3 separate regions of the Mus musculus genome follow, and regions 1 and 2 are each linked to region 3. The links are chromatin contacts, called in public promoter capture Hi-C maps. All regions are on one chromosome and are shown on one strand. The core of a region is the stretch at or near the end of the contact, and the rest is flanking DNA. Distances in the headings are between cores, read along the strand shown.

What was found. Promoter capture Hi-C pulls out the DNA fragments that hold promoters and counts their contacts.
Region 1: a promoter capture Hi-C map of pre-B cells shows a contact between it and region 3, with 2.0 times the contacts expected there. The contact joins the enhancer-like site here to the promoter of Senp2 in region 3. A contact is called at or near these places in 1 of 39 promoter capture datasets (pre-B cells), 2 of 115 datasets of contacts at active chromatin or transcription factors (microglia and pancreatic cancer cells) and 3 of 9 other capture datasets (embryonic stem cells, macrophages and pancreatic islet).
Region 2: a promoter capture Hi-C map of pre-B cells shows a contact between it and region 3, with 2.5 times the contacts expected there. The contact joins the enhancer-like site here to the promoter of Senp2 in region 3. A contact is called at or near these places in 5 of 39 promoter capture datasets (the C10 cell line, cranial neural crest, embryonic stem cells and 2 more), 4 of 115 datasets of contacts at active chromatin or transcription factors (the SCID.adh cell line, T-cell acute lymphoblastic leukemia, embryonic stem cells and 1 more) and 2 of 9 other capture datasets (adipose tissue and embryonic stem cells).

Annotation. Positions count from the first base shown.
Region 1 is chr16:21,630,701-21,633,400 of GRCm38.p6, forward strand. All of the region lies in intron 45 of Vps8 (VPS8 CORVET complex subunit), which reads left to right. Among named protein-coding and RNA genes, the nearest start is that of 2510009E07Rik, 63 kb to the right of the region's middle. Within about 2 kb of position 1,436, at least 46 of the 459 cell types and tissues checked have an H3K27ac peak or open chromatin away from gene starts, as enhancers often do. A contact at or near this core is called in pancreatic cancer cells and pre-B cells, where this site is marked.
Region 2 is chr16:21,536,755-21,539,454 of GRCm38.p6, forward strand. The region is part of intron 33 of Vps8 (VPS8 CORVET complex subunit); the gene reads left to right. Among named protein-coding and RNA genes, the nearest start is that of Vps8, 110 kb to the left of the region's middle. Within about 2 kb of position 1,432, at least 13 of the 459 cell types and tissues checked have an H3K27ac peak or open chromatin away from gene starts, as enhancers often do. A contact at or near this core is called in pre-B cells, where this site is marked.
Region 3 is chr16:22,008,199-22,010,898 of GRCm38.p6, forward strand. It overlaps Senp2 (SUMO/sentrin specific peptidase 2), which reads left to right and starts at 1,286. Exons shown (of 17, transcript NM_029457.3): 1 at 1,286-1,544. The coding sequence starts at 1,444.

The DNA of each region.
Region 1 (2,700 bases), core at 186-2,685, 380 kb before region 3:
TAGTATCCTGCCCTTGCTGAAAATATTACTCATTTCTAGAGGTTTTTCGGGTGGAATTCTTGTTACTCTCACTTCTGCTTTGTTCGTGACTCTGATTTGGCAAGTCAGTTTCTCTGTGCAGCATCTCTATACTGACTCTTCTTCCCTTCCGGGCTGTTTTGTGGCCTTAGTTGGCTGCCCTGGTTTGTGTTTGATTCACACTAGAAGCCATGATTGGCTTCAGTAAACAATACTCACTGTGTTGCTTGAAGCTCTCATACCCTAAATGCTCATCGTCTCTTGGTGCCCACATCCCCTGCATGGTAGGATGTGGCCCATTGTAGCCATATTCTGAAACAAATTGGACCTTGAGTCCAGAGGCCACACAGGAAGCTGGTGAGCAGATGGGCGCTCATGTGCCCCAACCCCAGCCCACTGTTCTTTCTCCCAGACACTTCCAGGATAAGACACTCAGTCACAGCTACTGCCACCATTTATTAAACCTCAAATGGGCACCAGATCCATATGATCTGCAAGTTTAGCAATAACTCTGCAAAGTAGAGTTTCACAGACAACAACACAAACTAAGAGAAGCTAAATATCTCTAGAGCGACTCAGCTAGAATCCAGGTCAAGATGAGGCTGCTGTCAGAAGTCCTGTTTTGTGTTTCTCTGCATTGCAGAGCATTTCTGGAAAATTGTTGAATCAGGAAGGAGTAAGAACACCTTCACTCACCTTTCAGTCATCCGCTCGGCAGAATTTTATTCCAAAGTTGCTCGGGCTGAGCTCAGTGCTATCGAGCAGGCTGCTTTGTATGGCCTCCATTTTCAAGGTGCCATTCTCTTTGTTTCAGACTTTACCACATAGCATGTACCTTCTTGTTCCGTGGCCTCATCACTGTGGCCTCTGCACTGAACTTCAATGCTCCCTTTCTTTCTGGGTCTTTGCTCACATTAGGATTGGGGTCACATGAAGGCACATGATAGAGACTGTGTACACAGAGCCTGAGGGCCATTCTGTGTATTCTAAGTACCAGCCCCTGTGAGAGCTCTTGGAGTCCTGGGCATGGTTTTCCTTCCAGCATCTTAGCCATTCTATATTGGAAGCTCTGATCAGTATCCCCATATTGACAAAAGTAAAAAGCAACCCACTCTATTCAAATAGAGCAGGTGACTCACCTAAGATTTCTAGGTTAGTGATTGTTAAAGCCAGTTTCACTTCCACGCAGGGGATTAGCACAGATCTCTAGCCCCAGGCCTCAGTAGTGGCACAGGCCTTGTTTGGTGATTTTTTTTTCCTTCTGTTTAAAAATAACACTTTCTCCAAACTTGGTTAAATAAAATAAAACTGATGGTTTGGTCAATACAGAGGACAAACTTGCCCGAGACCTCTACAAAGTGCAGCTGTAGAATTGACAGCTCAGAATGAGTCAGGATGTGGGTTTTAGCAAATGTCTGCTGAACAGATTTTTGGGCAGAGAGCAGGTGTGGTGACACGGACAGAGGCCCTCCCTCTCTCTGCTGAACTGTTCGTTACTAATGGCTCAGGGCTGAGGGAATCATTGCCTTCAGTTGTGTACCCTTCCCAGGCTCCTACCAGACCCCACTTCTAACCCAGTGAGCACACGATGGCCCTGGCTGAACAAAACCAACCCAGAAGTCATAAACCTGGGGAAAGAACTAGAAAAGACGGGAAGGGTGTGATAGGAACAGGAAGGAGACAAAAGCGGGTTGTGCAGAAGAGAATCATCAGAATGTACTATGTGCTTGTATAAAATTGTCAAATAACAAAATTAATTAACAATAGAAACCCTGCCCAGGGAGCTACTGGCAGTTGGTGGATGTCTTAGTTACTTTCCTGTCTCAGGATATCTGATCACACTGTGGACCCTGACATTGTCTTCTTTACTGGGAAAACCTGTTTCTAGTTGTGGTGTGGCTCAGCCTTAGCACACACATTTAATTCCACTGGCTGGAGTATAGACACGCCTTTAGTACACATCTTTAATCCCAAATGATGGAAGGAGAATTAGTTTGTAGAGAGAAGCAGCCATGTTTGAAAGTGACATCTAATTGAGAGGCAAAGTGACAAATCAGAGAAAGATTTGACAGAATGTGTCAGAGATAGAATATGCCCAATTCTCATGAGAACAGAGAGAAAAGAGAGGCTACTTAAAAAAGAGAGAGCAGCACGAGAGATGTGAGGAGAAAAGGCAGTTTTACCAGGACAGTTGTACAGAGGCAGGTTGCACAAGCTAGACACAGGTGAAGACAGAATGAGCCAGCGAATGAAAAGGAGCCAGAAGATTAGAACATGTTGCCCAAGTTAGTATGAGGCCAAGCAGAGCAATTCAGGAGAAGCCAGATTGAACCAGTCAGCTTGGAGAGGAGTTTGAGCCAGAACAACTGAGTGGAATCAGCCAGCCAGAGATCAGAAAAGAGTGATGTCTTAGTTATGGTTTCCATTGCTATGAAGAGACACCATGACCAAGGCAACTCTTACAAGGACATTTTTTTTCTTTTTCTTTCTTTTTTTTTTAATTAGGTATTTTCCTCATTTACATTTCCAATGCTATCCCAAAAGTCCCCCATACCCTCCCCCCCCACTCCCCTACCTACCCACTCCCACTTTTTGGCCCTGGTGTTCCCCTATACTGGGGCATATAAAGTTTGTGTGTCCAATGGGCCTCTCTTTCCAGTGATGGCCGACTAGGCCATCTTT
Region 2 (2,700 bases), core at 182-2,681, 470 kb before region 3:
AAGCTGCTTAGGAGAAGGAGAGACTTACCGGACTTACACCATTAAAGGGGTAAGGCAGGAATGGAACCAGATACTGCATAGCAACAGGCTTACCAGCTTGCTTCCACTGGCCTGCAGCCCAGGCACACCTCCAATGGGTGGCACCTTCCACAGTGGGCTGGACCCTCCTATATCAATCAGCAATTAAGAAAATGGCCCCTTAAACATGTCCTTGGGACAAGCTGATGAAGACAGTTCTTCAACTGCGGTTTCCTCTTCTTCCCAGGCACGTCAGGTTGACAATTAAGATCAGCGTTCAGTTTTAAGGGAGAGCTGTTCTGGAAATAGTAATGTAGGCTGGCAGTTATTGCTTCAGAACATGGAACACATCATTCACTGTCCTCTTGGATTTTAGTGTTTCTGCAGCATTGGGATGGCTTTGCCTTTATGTATGACTTTGTACTCACCTCCTGATTTTCCAGTATTTTTTTTGTACAGAACATTACAGTATAATTTGGTGAAGTCCTCTGGTTTTACCTGTTTAGCATTCTGAATGTTTTCTGTATGTGGATGGCTATCTTTGTCCCTGGATTTCAGAAAATTCTACTATGATTAAATATATTTCTTAAAGATTTATTTTATGTATATGAACATTTTGCTTGCATGCATATAGTGTTCCGCATGCATGCCTAGTTTTCACAGAGGTCAGAAGAAGGCATTAGGTACCCTGGAACTGGAGTTACATGTGGTTCCTGGGAGCTCAGTGCAGTTTTCTTCAAGAGCATCTCTCTAGCGCCCCCTGCTATAACTATTGAATCTCAATCTCTCTCTCTCTCTCTCTCTCTCTCTCTCTCTCTCTCTCTCTCTCTCTCTCTCTGTGTGTGTGTGTGTGTGTGTGTGCCGTGCACTCACAGTTATGTAGTCCAGAGGTCCATCTGGGTGTGTTTTTCTCAGTCTCCCTCCACCTTGCTTTTTTGAGACAGAATTTCTCATTGTACCTTGTCTTAGTTACTGCTGTGAACAGACACCACAACCAAGGTAACTCTTATAAGGACAACATTTAATTGGGGCTGGCTTGCAGCTTCAGCGATTCAGTCCATTATCATCAAGGTGGTTATGGTGCAGGAGGAGCTGAGAGTTCTACATTGTCATCTGAGTCACTAGGAGAAGACTGGCTCCCACAAGGTTACTCCCACAATGACACAATGACTTCCTCCAACAAGGCCACTCCTCTAAATAGTGCCACTCCCTGGACCAAGCCTATTCAAACCACCACAAACCTAAAGCTTGCCAGTTGGCTAGACTGTAATATAAGAGACTCCCAGGATCTGTCTGTATTTGTGTCAACCCATGCTCTGGGGTTGGAGAAGCTGCTGTGCCTGGCTTTTATGTGTGTGCTAGGCACCCATGATCAGGTTCTCACGCTTCAGTGGATACCAACTGCTTGCTTCCTTTGTCTTTGTCTTTGTCTTTACATTTATGCTATGGTCTGCAGGTTTTTAATGGTGTCCTGTAGCTCTATCATGCTCTATTCCCACTTTGTTACTTTATTTGTGTTGCTGTCTGAATGTTTTAAATCATCCCCATCTTCAGGGCCTGCGATGGTCTTCTTACTTGATCCTTTTGTGAGGCTTTCTACTCAGTTTTTAATTTGGTTTGTTGAGCTTTTTGTTTGTAAAGTTTTTATTTGATTTCAGTATTCATTACCATTGGATTCCTCATTCATATCTTGTATCATCTTCTCTGTTTCATTCCCCTCTTTATTTGTATTGCTTTTTTTTTTTAATTCACTCAAGAATTTGTGTTGTTGGATTTCATTGACTGTTCTTACGGTCACTCTTTTGGAGTCTTTGTTATTGTATGTCACGCAGTCTCACTGGAATGCATTGCTGCGGGGTTGGTATACTGTGCTTTCTGCTCCAGACTTCGTCTTTGCTTTTATCTATGTTTTAGCTATGTTTGGGCAGGGTGTTCCCACAGAGAAAGGCAGAAACTGAAAGGCTCAGTTCTAGTTGCTTCCTACTTCTGTAGTAAACAACACAACCAAAGCAGCTGGAGAGGAAAGGGCTTATTTACTCTCGCACATAATTCACCACTAAGGGAATGCAGGGCAGGAGTTGAAGGCAGGAATGTGGAAATAGGAAGTGAACAGAAACCATGGAGGAATGCTGGCTAGTGGCTGCTGGGCTTTGGTTTATGCTCAGCTTACTTGTTTCCTTCCTTCCTTCCTTCCTTCCTTCCTTCCTTCCTTCCTTCCTTCCTTCCTTCCTTCCTTCCTTCCTTCCTTTTTCTGAGATTTTATTTGTACCTATTTTTTGTGTATGTGCAGTGTCTGAGGAGGCCAGAAGAGGGCATCAGGTCCTTTAGGACTGGATTTATAGATGGCTGGGAGCTGTCATGTGGGTGCTTGGAATTAAAAGCAAGTCTCCTGGAAGAGCAGCCGGTGCTTTTAACTGCTGAGCCATCTCTTTAGCCCCTTAGCTAGCTTTCTTATACAGCCCAGGCTCTCCAGTCTAGGTACCATGCCACCCACGATGGACTGGAGTCTCTCACATCAGGCATCGATTTAAAAAATGCCCCACCGTCAGGCCTGCAGATTATTAGTGTGATCTAGGTAGTTCCTCAGTTGAGTGTCCCTCTTTCCTGGTGTCTCCAGTTTTGGTCAAACTGATAATAAAAACCAAGCAGTGCAGGCAGAAGTGTTGAGTGATCCCAAAAAGG
Region 3 (2,700 bases), core at 36-2,535:
GTCTGTAGACCAGGCTGGCCCTTGAACTCAGAAATCTGCCTGCCTCTGCCTCCCAAGTGCTGGGATTAAAGTCATGTGCCACCACCGCCCGGCTTTGAGACTGTTTTTAATACTTCAAGGGACTGCACTCCCAGACATTATGCTTAAGTCCATAGGAGATATTATTTAGACATTTATTTCTAATGGTTTTCCTTTAATCCCAGCACTCGGGAGGCAGAGGCAGGCAGATTTCTGAGTTCGAGGCCAGCCTGGTCTACAAAGTGAGTTCCAGGACAGTCAGGGCTATACAGAGAAACTCTGTCTCAAAAAACAACAACAACAACAACAACAAAACAACAAAAAGGAAGAAAGAAAGAAGAGAAGAGAAGAGAAGAGAAGAGAAGAGAAGAGAAGAGAAGAGAAGAAAAGAAAAGTGTATACATTCCCAGAGAGGATAATGAGAATTGATTGCTACCTGACAGCTGAGGGGAAGAGACAAGCTGATTAGAAAAGGCCACAGGAATCATTCAGTCCCTGTTTCTCGGAAGCTTTTCCTAAGAAGTCGTGTCCGTCTGCCCTACTCACTCCCCAGCATCTGGTTTAACTTTCTCTAGTTCCATTGCGCATTACAATCATTTATCACATAAGCAGGTGACCTTGTATTCTAATTTATAAGTATCTATGAAAATGTCTCTCCCAGTAAACTTGCACGTATGCGTGCGGAATGAGCCCTAATAGTTAGACTGGCTCAAATGCTAGTGGTTAGCTCCATTTTCTTAGGCACATGGTTTAATTGCTATATACCTTTGGTTTTTATGACATTCCTAAAATTCCCCACTGTGTCCGGTTGCTGTAAACATGACGGCAATCCGGGTAAAGTATTAGACCAATGTATATACAAAATAAAGCGCAAACCCTTACATACTCATTAACTAACCTGACCTATTTTCCACCCTGCGCATTCTTTTACAGAACCCTCCACTGTCGGGTTGCTTGGGTAGCTCTCCCGGCCCAGCATCGATACACGTGGTTTGGGTCTGTGGGCCTTGTCCCGAGATCGACTCCTGACTGGCTCTGCCAAAGAGAAAGCCCCGCCCTTCGGTCTGCCAGTCAGACCCGCGCAAGAGCCCGCTCTCCCCGTCCCGCTTCCTGTTGCTAGGCTTACAAGGAGCAGGCCCAGACTGCGCATGCTCAGACTCCGGAGGCCGCTTTCCCGTTGGGCGGAAGAAGGTGACGTCAACGGCTTCTAGAGAGTCCTCCCCTAGCCCGGGGAACGTTAAATCTGTGGGCCCTCTGATGGCGTCACAAGTCCGCGCCTGATCCTGGCTACGGCTGAAGCGGCGAAGGCGGCAGCGGCAGCGGCAGCGGCAGCGGCGACGGCGGCGGCGGCGGCGGCGGCGGCGGCGACAGCTCTGGGGTTCGCGTCTCGGGGTGTGTCGGCCGCCGCTGCTGCTCAGGCCTGGAATGTACAGATGGCTGGCTAAGGTTCTCGGCACCATTCTTCGCTTGTGTGAGCGGCCCGCGCCCGGGGCCCGCGCCCTACTCAAGAGGCGGCGCTCCAGCAGGTAAGGTGGCCGCGCGCCGGTCGGGTCCCCTCCCCCGCGCTGGCGTTGGGCGCCGCGGGCCTGTGGGAACCGGCGACTACGGGACCGCGGAGGCCTGGGGAGAGTCCGTCCCTCTAGCTGCGAGCGGAAGGGGAACGGGAGGCCGGCGATGTGCTGCTCGCCGGATACGGCTCCTGTCGCCCGGTGTCGTCGCGGGCGGACAGCGCAGGAGCGAGTCACTAGGTTAGGAGTTTGCCCGTAGTCGTTTGACTGCGAGTGCTGTTGTCTTCGCACCGAGGAACAGCAGTTGTCTTGTTCGACAGCAACTGTCGGGGTGTGTGTGTTGGGCTGCAGGGGAAGGGAATGGTCCTGTTCTTTAACATCCTTGTAAGAGGCAGAAAGTATTTACGTACCGCACTCTTGTAAGATTCGGTTAAAATTAGAAGGAAATGACAAATATTAGTACTTAGCATCTACTCCTTTATTTACTTTACAGTGTCTTCCCTTTTAAGGGTTTATCTAGAAAACAAAATATTCTACAACTTCTATACTCCCCCCTGTCTCCCACTCTTACATTCTCCCTCCCTTTCCTTCCTCTGCTATGTCTACTTCACTTATTATTATGATGATGGTGATTATTTTTGTTTCCAGGTCAAGAGAAGTGGACAAAAGATTGGATTAGGGGAAGTAGATCAAAATGATTCATAGATGACTCCAGGAATGTAGGTCATTGGTGAAACTGGTTGTTCGCTAAACTGTAGCATGTAGTCCCATGGCTTCTACAGTTCCATGGGGTTCAGATAAGAATCGGTTAAGATGTTATAAAGTTCTCAAACTGATGCTTATGTAAGAATAGTTTATTCTCCCCCAACTGGATCTGGTGCACAATGAAACTGCATATTTATCGAACAGGGACTGGTGATCGCCTCACATTTTCATTCATAGTCCCTCGGAGTCAGCAGTATGCCGACCCAAACCTGAGTGTGGATGTGTCCTGGCCAGCCTTGACTTCTAGCTGCTTTCTGTTCTTTACTACATTCGGGGGCTCGTGGGTTATTTTGTTTTGTTTTGTTCTTTTGTTTTTTGAGACAGGGTTTCTCTGTGCAGCCCTGGCTGTCCTGGAACTCACTCTGTAGACCAGGCTGGCCTCGAACTCAGAAATCGGCCTGCCTCTGCC